2 separate regions of the Pan troglodytes genome follow, and region 2 is linked to region 1. Evidence: chromatin contacts called from public Hi-C data. All regions are on one chromosome and are shown on one strand. Each heading gives the region's core, a stretch centred on a gene start, on an enhancer-like site or on the middle of the called end of the contact. The rest is flanking DNA. Distances are from core to core; before and after follow the strand shown.

What was found. A called contact is a pair of places that touch in the nucleus more often than the background predicts.
Region 2: a Hi-C map of induced pluripotent stem cells shows a contact between it and region 1, with 1.9 times the contacts expected there. The contact joins the enhancer-like site here to the promoter of MIA in region 1. A contact is called at or near these places in 1 of 7 Hi-C or Micro-C datasets (induced pluripotent stem cells) and 1 of 1 datasets of contacts at active chromatin or transcription factors (stem cell-derived excitatory neurons).

What each region holds. Positions count from the first base shown.
Region 1 is chr20:43,846,988-43,852,494 of NHGRI_mPanTro3-v2.0_pri, reverse strand. It overlaps MIA (MIA SH3 domain containing), which reads right to left and starts at 2,875. Exons shown (of 5, transcript XM_063801721.1): 1 at 1-2,875. It overlaps SNRPA (small nuclear ribonucleoprotein polypeptide A), which reads right to left. Exons shown (of 7, transcript XM_054674163.1): 5 at 5,290-5,463; 6 at 4,689-4,777; 7 at 2,975-3,356. The coding sequence ends at 3,197.
Region 2 is chr20:44,309,519-44,315,025 of NHGRI_mPanTro3-v2.0_pri, reverse strand. All of the region lies in intron 7 of HNRNPUL1 (heterogeneous nuclear ribonucleoprotein U like 1), which reads right to left. Among named protein-coding and RNA genes, the nearest start is that of CCDC97, 21 kb to the left of the region's middle. Within about 2 kb of position 2,060, at least 1 of the 24 cell types and tissues checked has an H3K27ac peak or open chromatin away from gene starts, as enhancers often do. A contact at or near this core is called in induced pluripotent stem cells, where this site is marked.

The sequences.
Region 1 (5,507 bases), core at 1,626-4,125:
TGGAGGCCAAGGCAGGCAGATCATCAGGTCAGGAGTTCGAGACCAGCTTGGCCAATATGGTGAAACCCTGTCTCTACTAAAAATACAAAAATTAGCCAGGTGTGGTGGCATGCACTTGTAATCCCAGCTACTCAGGAGGCTGAGGCAGGAGAATCGGGACGCAGAGATTGCAGTGAGCAGAAATCGCGCCACTACACTCCAGCCTGGGTGACGAGCAAAACCCCGCCTCAAAAAAAAAAAAAAAAAATTAGCCAGGCATGGTGACGGGTGCCTGGAGTCCCAGCTACTCAGGAGGCTGAGGCAGGAGAATCGCGTGAACCTGGGAGGCGGAGGTTGCAGTGAGCTCAGATCATGCCACTGCACTCCAGCCTGGGCAACAGAGCAAGACTCCATCTCAAAAAACAAGGAAAAATTTAGTATGTTTTACTGTATTCATGTATGTATGTATTTATTTTGAGACAGAGTCTCGCTGTCACCAGGCTGGTTGATTGCAGTGGTGCAGTCTCGGCTCACTGCAACCTCCGCCTCCCATGTTCAAGCGATTCTCGTGCCTCAGCCTCCCAAGTAGCTGGGGTTACAGGCACGCGCCTCCACGCCCAACTAATTTTTGTATTTTTAGTAGAGACAGGGTTTCACCATGTTGGCCAGGATGGTCTCGATCTCCTGACCTCGTCATCTGCCCACCTTGGCTCCCAGAGTGGTGGGATTACAGGCGTGAGCCACCACACCTGGCCTACTGTATTTAGTGGTAGATCTACTTTTTGCCAAAAGGTTGCCTTTTTCCATGTACCTGGTGTGAGAAAGGGTCTTAAGTAATATGCGCATGCGCATATATATATATATATGTATACACACACACACACACACACACTTTTTTTTTTTTTTGAAATGGAGTCTCACTCTTTTTGTCATCCAGGCTGGAGTGCAGTGGTGCAATCTCGGCTCACTGCAACCTCTGCCTCCCAAGTTCAAGCAATTCTTATGCCTCAGCCTCCCAAGTAGCTGGGACAAGTGTGTACCACCATGCCCAGCTAATTTTTTTTTTTTTTAGACAGATTCTTGCTGTTGCCCAGGCCAGGGTGCAATGGCGTGATCTTGGCTCACTGCAATCTCCACCTCCCGGGTTCAAGCGATTCTCCCTCCTCAGCCTCACGAGTAGCTGGGATTGGCACCCGCCACCCGTGCCTGGTTGATTTTTGTATTTTTGTAGAAACGGGGTTTCACCATGTTGGCCAGGCTGGTCTTAAACTCCCGACCTCAGGTGAGCCACCCACCTCGGCCTCCCAAAGTGCTGGGATTACAGGAATGAACCACCACACCTGGCCAATTCATTGTATTTTTAAGAGAGATGGGGTTTCACCATGTTGCCCAGGCTGGTCTTGAACCTGAGCTGAGACAACCTGTCCACCTCGGCCTCCCAAAGTGCTAGGATTATAAGTGTGAGTCACAGCACCGGGCCATGTGCATATTATTTTTGGTCAATTTAAAATTCCCCAGGACAGGGATGTGACAAACTCCTAAGGATGGTCCCCCCAACCAATCTCCCTTCCTTTTTTTTTTGAGACGGAGTCTCACTGTCACCCAGGCTGGAGTGCAATGGCACGATCTTGACTCACTGCAACCTCCGCCTCCTGGGTTCAAATGATTCTTCTGCCTCAGCCTCCTAAGTAGCTGAGATTACAGGAGCACACCACCACGCCTGGCTAATTTTGTATTTTTAGTAGAGATGGGGTTTCTCCATGTTGGCCAGGCTTGTCTTGAACTCCTGGCCGCTGGTGATGCGCCCGCCTCGGCCTCCGAAAGTGCTGGGATTACAGGTGTGAGACACCACGCCTGACTCAACCTTTTTTTTTTTTGAGTCTCGCTCTGTGGCCCAGGCTGGAGTGGAGTGGCTCAATCTTGGCTCACTGCAGCCTCCCCGTCCTGGGATCAAGCAATTCTCCTGTCTCAGCCTCCTGAGTAGTTGGGATTACAGGCACGCACCCCCATGCCCGGCTAATTTTTTTTGTATTTTTAATAGAGACGGGGTTTCACCATGTTGGTCAGGCTGGTTTGGAATTCCTGACCTCGTGATCTGCCCACCTCGGCCTCCCAAGGTGCTGGGATTATAGGTGTGAGCCACCCTGCCCAATCTCCCTTTCTAATCCAGAGCTGCAGCTGCGTTTGTGGCTGTACAGCCAGAAGTCACATATCCTAGACTTCCCTGCAGCTAGACACTGCAGGGGAATTGGGGTCAGGCACCTGCCTGAAGCTCCTGGCTGGCCACTGGCCAGGAAAGTAGATCACCTGTGTGTGAGGCGGCCACACCCCTCATACCAGCATCAAGTCAGTAGCTTCCCAGGAGTGACCAAATGAGTCCAGGCACTGCCGGAAGCCAGAGTGGCATCCCGCTGAACTCTAGCTAGGAGCTCATTCAGGGGCTGCAAACTCGAACTCAAGAGTCTCAAACCCAGACCGCCACTCCTACCACCCACACTCCCCATGATTTCAGCAGCACCAAGTTTCCTGTATTAAATTCCTTTCTGTTTGAACTACCTACTGTGGTTTCTCTGGGGCCATTGCTACAACAGGCTGCGCTTTTGTGAAGAGTAAAAAAAGGTGAAGAAACACCTCTTCCTGAACACTCTTGTCATCTGTTAGAAAAGTGGTGGCATAAACATGTAAGCCTACAAAGTGAATGGTGTGCCCTTAAAAGGTGCCATTCCTGTGCAGTACCCATCCTGCCTAACTGTACGTGGCAGCCCTGACTTTCCATTTCCTGACCCAGGATTCCATTTCCTGCTGTGAATTGGGACAACATACAAAACTGCCAAAGTAGTAATTGTAACCTGAGTTTGAACAATATTACTACACTATCCTATGTTTCCCCAAGGTTGCAAACCTCAAAATGCCAAGAGGTCCAAAAACCCAGGATGTGCTGCTGAGGTGGAGGGAAAGGAACCATGAAGAGCAAGAAAATCAGACAGACAAATGATTGTGAAAAACCAAACCTCAAAAAACCACTTTAATTCCGGCCTAACAGCGCCAGGTGCAATGTCTGGGGACAGACTCTGGGTACAATGCTGTGTGGCGACCACTCACTCACACACGGCTCCAAGAAGGCCCCCAAGGGGGGACTTACCTTCAGGGGGCTGAGCCAAGGGGGAAAGGGGTGGCCCCAGAACGGGGGAAGGGGCAGGCATGGGGGGAAAAGGTGCTACTTCTTGGCAAAGGAGATCTTCATGGCGTTGTTCTGCGTGATCTTAAAGCCCTGCAGGGCATCGCGAGCTGCCCCTGCCTGTACCTCATTGTCAAACTCCACGAAGGCGATGTCATGCCGCCCGGGTACCAGACGGACCTCCTTGAAGCCAGGGAACCTGAAAGAGAACGACAGACCTCAGGGACTCAGCATTTCCCCCTAACGTAACGGCATCAAGTGGACAGAGGCCAGAAATGATGCCAAATAGCCTCCAATGCACAGGGCAGGGCCCCATTACTCAGAATTATCCAGCCCAAAATGCAGATAGTACTAAGTTGAAAAACTCTAATGTAAACATAGCATTTAATGAAAAATTTAAACACAAACACCCATGCAACTGCAACCTAAATCAAGAAACAGTACACTGCAGTCTCCTGGGCCCTTCCTAAATCATAACCCACCCGCCACACCAAAAAAATAACCAATACCCTCACTTTTTCCATTTTTATTCTTGTATTTTTAGGAGAGAAGGGGTTTCACCAAGTTGCCCACATTGGCCTCGAACTCCTGACCTCAAGTGATCCACCTGCCTCAGCCTCCCAACATACTGGGATTTTAGGCGTGAGCCACCGCACCCGGCCTTACCCTCACTTTTCTGATATGCTGTTTCTCTAATTTCCCTCTTCTCATTGCATACTTCTTTCTCCATTAAGCAGCCATCCTCATGTTTACTAGGTATCCTTTTTTCCATCGGCATTCTCACAAAATATACAGCTTTGTGGACAGGCTGCACATGTGGTATCATTTTTCTGTATTTTTCAGGTTCTCACAATCTTCTCTCGGCACTATTATAAAGTTGCGCTTTCTGTTCTTCTAAGTGCCACGCAGTGCAGCATGGTGAGATGCTGCATGTAGCCATCCCTTCTCCCAGACAGCCTCCAACTCCCCACCACAAACACTGACGAATGCCCCACTCACAGCCCCTGAAACAGAACCACCAGATGAACTCACCCACACCCACGACTTCACTCAACAATGGTGAACAGCCCCTCTACACATCGGCTGCACCGGCCTCCACCCTGACGCCAGGCACAAGAGTTTCACGCATCCCCATCTCCCACACTTGCTGTTTTTGAGCACGCTGACTTCTGCCAGTCTTAGCCAATGTTCAAGGACATCTCGATGCAGTTTTACACATACCTTGCCTTGCATGCCCCCATTTTAGGGGCTGGGAAAATGAGGCCCAGAGCCTGGACTCCCTCAGCCCTCAAACAAGGCTGAAAAAAGCCGGCAAGCCCTGGCCATGGAGACCTTTCCAGCCTCATCCCCATGTTCCCCACAGGCCATGGGCCCAGCCACAGCCTCCTCCTTTCACATCTTTGGTCGCTGTCCCTTCTGCAAAGCCCTACTTGGCTCAGAGCTCTGCTGGCAGAGTTCTGAGGCCTGCTTCCATGGAGATGCCTCCTGGCCATCACGCTCCAGGGACCACCCAGCCACAGGCCCCACTTACTGATTGAAAAGCATGGACAGCATGAGCTCGTTGGTCTCCTCTGGCAGGTTGGTGAGGAACAAGATGTGATTTGGTGGATTCTCAGAAAGCTGCGGGGGTGTAGGGGAGTCGGTGAGCACAAGAGCCCTGAGTCCAGTGGGAGACCCATAGTACTGCCACTTCCTCCATCCCTCACCCTGCTTGAATTCACTCTGGTACTTCCACCCAACATACCACATATTGTTGTCTGTTGCCTGTCTGCCTCCCACCTCTTTGTCCCTACAGACTATAGGCCACAGGACAGCAGAGGTTTCTATCTCAGTCCCTGCTGCAGCCCTACAGTGCAGAACGGGGCCTGGCACATAAGGAGGCACTCAATAGCTCATGGAATCAATCTAGGTGCTGGCACCACTCCAGCCTACCCTAACCTTCCGTACCCTCCAACCAGCATGCCAATTCCTCTGCCCAGGGCCCACCCCCACTGCTACTTCCTCATTCAGTACCACCTCCTCAGGGGGCCTGCCCAGACCACCCAACCTACAGCAGCCCCCCAACTGGTCCCTTTCTAGTCCTGTATTCTCACTATTTATATGAGACCTGGTGGGTGGGACTAGATACTCACAGGCTGGGCAGGGGGCATCTGTCCTGGCATAAGCTGCTGCGGGGGCATGGCCCCTGGTGGGATCTGGCCAGGTGCAAGGCCTGGCGGGGGGATCATACCAGGGGGCGGCATGTAGGGCGGCTGGCCCGGCATGTGGTGCATAATGCGGGGCGCCTGAGTCATCGGCGGCATGCCCTGTGGAGAGAGGGAGGAGAGTGCGTGGTTACAGCAGCCCCAGG
Region 2 (5,507 bases), core at 811-3,310, 460 kb before region 1:
TGTTCAACATGTTCCCTGAGTTCGTACTCTTTCTGATACATATGTCTGCATAATCTGGGACCGACAGAGCTTAGCGACCAGTGGGGAATGAGACAAGGACACTCTATCATAATTCAGTAAGATGACCTACCTAGAAGCAAGTTTCTGAGGTTTCTCAGTTGCTTGTATATAAGCCTAGCAGTGACAGAACATAAGGTCAGATTGGCTGAGGCATAAAAGATGAGGGGGAAGTAGTTCAGGAACAGCTGAAGAGCCATGCAGGGACCACATTCATTTATTCTGTAACAACTACTTATTGAATTGCTAAAGTTAGTAATTAAGATCCCCCCTCTTTTTGTTGAGACGGAATTTCACTCTTGTTGCCCAGGCTGGAGTGCAATGGCGCAATCTCGGCCCACCACAACCTCCGCCTCCCGGGTTCAAGCGATTCTCCTGCCTCAATTAGCTGGGATTACAGGCATGTGCCACCACGCCCGGCTAATTTTGTATTTTTAGTAGACGGGGTTTCTCCATGTTGGTCAGGCTGGTCTCGAACTCCTGACCTCAGGTGATCCACCCGCCTCAGCCTCCCAAAGTGCTGGGATTACAGGTGTGAGCCACTGCGCCTAGCCTATGATCCCATTTTAGAAGGTGGATGGCTTCAGTTCTACCATTTACTAACTTGTGGCCTTGGTTAAGTTATTTCATCTTGTTTCTTTATCAAAAAAAGGGGGGCGGGGTAATAATATTTTATACAGCCTATGTTTATTCTAACTGTTAAATGGGCTAGTACATTTAATACACGGTGAGCACACAAGGAATGTGAGCTATCACTGCAAGATGTCAGGCACTGTGCTAGAAATAAGGGGCTGGGACTGAAGTGGTGGGAGGGGACACGGCCTACCTCGGCATGTGAGGGACTCTAATTTACCGCAGGAATTTGAACTTGATGCTGGTGGCAGAGCAGAGTGTCTGACTTATTTTGAATAGAGGAGCAGCCTGCTCAAAACTGTGTTTTGGAAACATTGCTTTGGCTGCAGGATACGAGAGGCTCTTTTTTTTCTTAGTGTTTTTTTGCCTTTTTAAAATTTATATTTTTAAAACGTTTGTTAAATATTTTTCTAAATGCCCATCTCAGAGAAGAAAAGGCTCAAAACTTGAGATTAGATAGCAGACTGAAGCAAAATACAAGGTTCGCTTTCTGATATGAAAGTATAATTTCTTTCTCTATTCAGGTGACCACCTTGGGAATTGCCCTTCAAGAAGCGACAGAAGCACCCTCCCTTGAGGAGCTTCCTCATTAACCTCCTCAGTGCTCACAGGGCACAGCTCTGTGTCAGAGGCCCTCATGCCTGTTCATCTCTAAGCATGCACCCACGTCAAGACCATGGAGAGCGGCTGGATGTGGTGGTTCACGCCTGTAATCCCAGCACTTTGGGAGGCCGAGGCGGGCAGATCATGAGGTCAAGAGATCAAGACCATCTTGGCCAACATGGTGAAACTCCGTCTCTACTAAACATACAAAAATTAGCTGGTCATGGTGGCGAGTGCCTGTAATCCCAGCTACTCAGGAGGCTGAGGCAGGAGAATCACTTGAACTAGGGAGTTGGAGGTTGCAGTGAGCCGAGATCGTGTCACAGCACTCCAGCCGGGCAACAGCAAGACTCCTTCTCAAAAAAAAAAAAAAAAAAAAAAAAAGACCATGGAGAGCAGGTATGACTGTGGGTGTTAGTTAGCCTTCCTTATGGCCACCAGCTTCACTATAGGAACTTCCCATAATGCACAGAAACCGGCGCCCTCAACCAACCCATCTACCACCAACAGAGCCATCTGTCCAAAAGGCAAGTGGAGTTGTGTTGTTGTTCCTGCTGAAACACTCCTGTGTCAGTCCCAGGCCTAAAGACCCAAACTCCTGAAGCCTGGCATAATTCAGAGCCTGCCATTTTTATAGCCTGGTGTCTCACACCTGTTTCTGTTGTCCCTAGGCTCTAAGTATCATACTCTTTATGGTTTGCTGAAATGGGTTATTCTGTTCTCCACTTGGAAGGCTGTTTTACCTTTTTGTTTTGCAAATTGAGGACTTGATATTTGACACCAATGTCCTCCCCTCTTGTTCCAGGAGACCAATGATTTTTACACCCCCACCAACTCCTCACCCTGAGCCTTTTTAAAGTTGTGGTATCTTCTGAACAAAGAAACTATATAAGGAATCTTAAGACTGGATGCAGAGATGTTCTGGTTGAAGCAAGAGTCAAGGCCTAGAGTTCCATACTGCCACATACCAAAAGAACCTCATACTCTGAAAGAACAGACTTTGGCAAACACTGTCACACAGTGACAAGTTAAATTACTGCAACCTGTTTGGAGTGTAGTCTTGGTGGTAGCTATCAAAATTTAAAAATATACCTTTGACTTAGAATCTAGCTTTCAAGAAGGAATACAACTACATTCCCACAAGAATGCAAAATTCTATGTGCAAAATGCTCATGCCAGCACGGAAAATGTGCTCCAATGGGGAGTAGGAGTGGCTAAATTGCACAGGAGATCCATATGTGGGGCTACAAAAAGATCTCCAAGTTACTCCAGTAAATGGAAAAAAGACAAGCCGCATTATCTGTTCCAGGAAACAACTTTCACAGCCACTAACAGGAAGATGGGCTAAATTAAAGCAGGGTACCCAAACCCCTGCATCAGAATACTAGACAGCCATTACAGCCACTAAATACAAAGCTGCAAAAGTAACGACATGTCCACCAAAGGGAGGGACTAGGTTAAATCAATTATGGTACAGTCATACAATGACTACAGACAATATAAAAGTACAAAGAAGCTCTCTTGGTAGTACCATAAAAAGATCCCCACCAAGGCCGGGCATGGTGGCTCACGCTTGTAATCTCAGCACTTTGGGAGGCCAAGGAGGGCAGATCACCTGAGGTCGGGAGTTCGAGACCAGCCTGACCAACATGGTGAAACCCTGTCTCTACTAAAACTACAAAATTAGCCGGGCATGCTGGCGCATGCCTGTAATCCCAGCACTTGGGAGGCTGAGGCAGAAGAATCACTTGAATCTGGGAGGCGGAGGTTGTGGTGAGCCAAGATCATGCCATTGCACTCCAGCCTGGGCAACAAGAGCAAAACTCTGTCTCAAAAAAATTAAATAAATAAAAAGACCCCCAAGACATACAAGTTAAAAAAAAACAAAAAAAAAGAGATGAAACCCCGAGTACCAGTGGGTTCACATGCTGGGGAGGGTATATGTGAAAAATGGGTGGGGCGGGGGGGGGTGGGTGGGTGTCTAAAGAAGACTTTACACTGTATCCCCTTTTACATTCCTCGATTTTTTTTTGGAAACCCTATTCTTGAAAAAATCAATTCACAATGATTAACTATTAAGAAACAACTTTAACTGAGCTAGATCTATATATTGTCTGTGTGGACAGGGAAAGATGGCCAAGATTTACTCTTCAATGGGAAAAAAATGCAAGGTTTAAAACCGAACAGTTTGTAGAGTATGAACACAGTTTTCATTTTAAAAATGTTTTATTGAAAACATATTGAGGGCCGGGCGCAGTAGCTGACACCTGTAATCCCAGCACTTTGGGAGGCTGAGGCGGGTGGATCACCTGAGGTCAGGAGTTCGAGACTAGCCTGGCCAACATGGTGAAACCCCGACTCTACTAAAAATACAAAAATTAGCCAGGTGTGGTGGCGCGTACCTGTAGTCCCAGCTACTTGGGCGGCTGAGGCTGGAGAATCGTTTGAACCCGGGAGGTGGAGGTTGTGGTGAGCTGAGATTGCGCCACTGCACTCCAGATTGGGTGACAGAGCGAAACTCTGTCTCAAAAACAAAAACAAAAAGATACTGAGATCCTGAAATGCAAAAAAAGGCTGAGAAACTGTTTCAGGCTAAAGGAAACTAAAGACACATGGCAAGAGAATGCAATATGATCCCAGGCCAGATCAGATCCTGAACTAGAAACTCAACTGGACGAAAGAATATTGTTGGGACAAGTGACAAAATCTGAATGTGCAGTAGATAATAGCATTATATCAAGTTTTAAATTTAATAACTTTACTGTCATTAATATCTTTACTCTTAAGAATCAGCCAGTTGTGGTGGCTCACACCTGTAATCCTAGCACTTTGGGAGGCCGAGGTGGGCGGATCACAAAGTCAGGAGTTTGAGACTAGCCTGACCAACATGGTGAAACCCTGTCTCTACTAAAAATACAAAAATTAGCTAGATGTTGTGGTGTGCACCTGTGATCCCAGCTACTTGGGAGGCTGAGGCAAAAAAATCACTTGAACCTGGGAGGCAGAACTTGCAGTGAGCCGAGATCACGCCACTGCACTCCAGCCTGGGCGACAGAACAAGACTCCGTCTCAAAAAGAGTACACACCGACTGGGCGCGGTGGCTCACATCTATAATCCCAGCACTTTGGGAGGCTGAGGCGGGCGGATCATCTGAGGTCAGGAGTTCGAGACCAGCCTGGCCAACATGGTGAAACCCCGTCTCTACTAAAAAATACAAAAATTAGCCAGGCATGGTGGCAGGCGCCTTAATCCCAGCTACTTGGGAGGCAGAGGCAGGAAAATCGTTTGAACCCGGGGAGGCGGAGGTTGCAGTGAGCCGAGATAAAGTCATTGCACTCAAACCTGGGGGACAAGAGTGCGACTTCTCTCAAAAAAAAAAAAAAGAGTACACACCGAGCCTGGCACAGTGCCGTGCACCTGCAGTCTCAGCTACTAGGTTGGGGTGGATGGCTTGAGCCCAGTTCTGGGCTGTAGTGCACTATGCCAATCGGCTGTCCACACTAAGTTCGGCATTGATATGGTGACCTCCTGGGAGTTAGGGACCATCAGGTTGCCTAAGGAGGGGTGAACTAGCCAAGGTAGGAAACAAAGCAAGTCAAAACTCTCATGCTGATCAGAAGAGGGATCACCGCCTGTGAAAATGCAGCAAGACCCTGTCTCATTTATTAAAAAAAAAGAAAAGAAGGAATACAGACCAAAGTAATGAAGACATGATGTATGCAACCTCCTCTCAAATGGGTCAGATGAAAACACAGCTGACCCTTAGCAACACTGGCTTCAAGCTGGGCAGGTCCACTTACATGTGTACTTTTTTCATTCAATATACTGAAAATATTTGTGGACACTTGCAACAATTTGAAAAAACTCTCAGATCCCTATGACTAGAAATACTGAAAAAAAAAATATAAGGAAAAGTTAGGTATGTCATATGAGTGCATAAAAATTGTAGACACTAGCCTATGTGTTAATTGACTGTTTATGTTATCAGTAGGCTATTAATTTTTTTTTTTTTCCTCACCTCAGTCTCCTGAGTAGCTGGGACCACAGGCGTGTGCCACCAGGCCCAGCTAATTTTTATTTCTATTTTTGGTAAAGACAGGGTTTCCTTATGTTACCCAGGCTGGTCTTGAACTTCTGGGCTCAAGTGATCCACCCAGCTTGGCCTCCCAAAGTGCTGGGATTACAGGCGTGAGCCACTGCGCTCAGCCAGTAA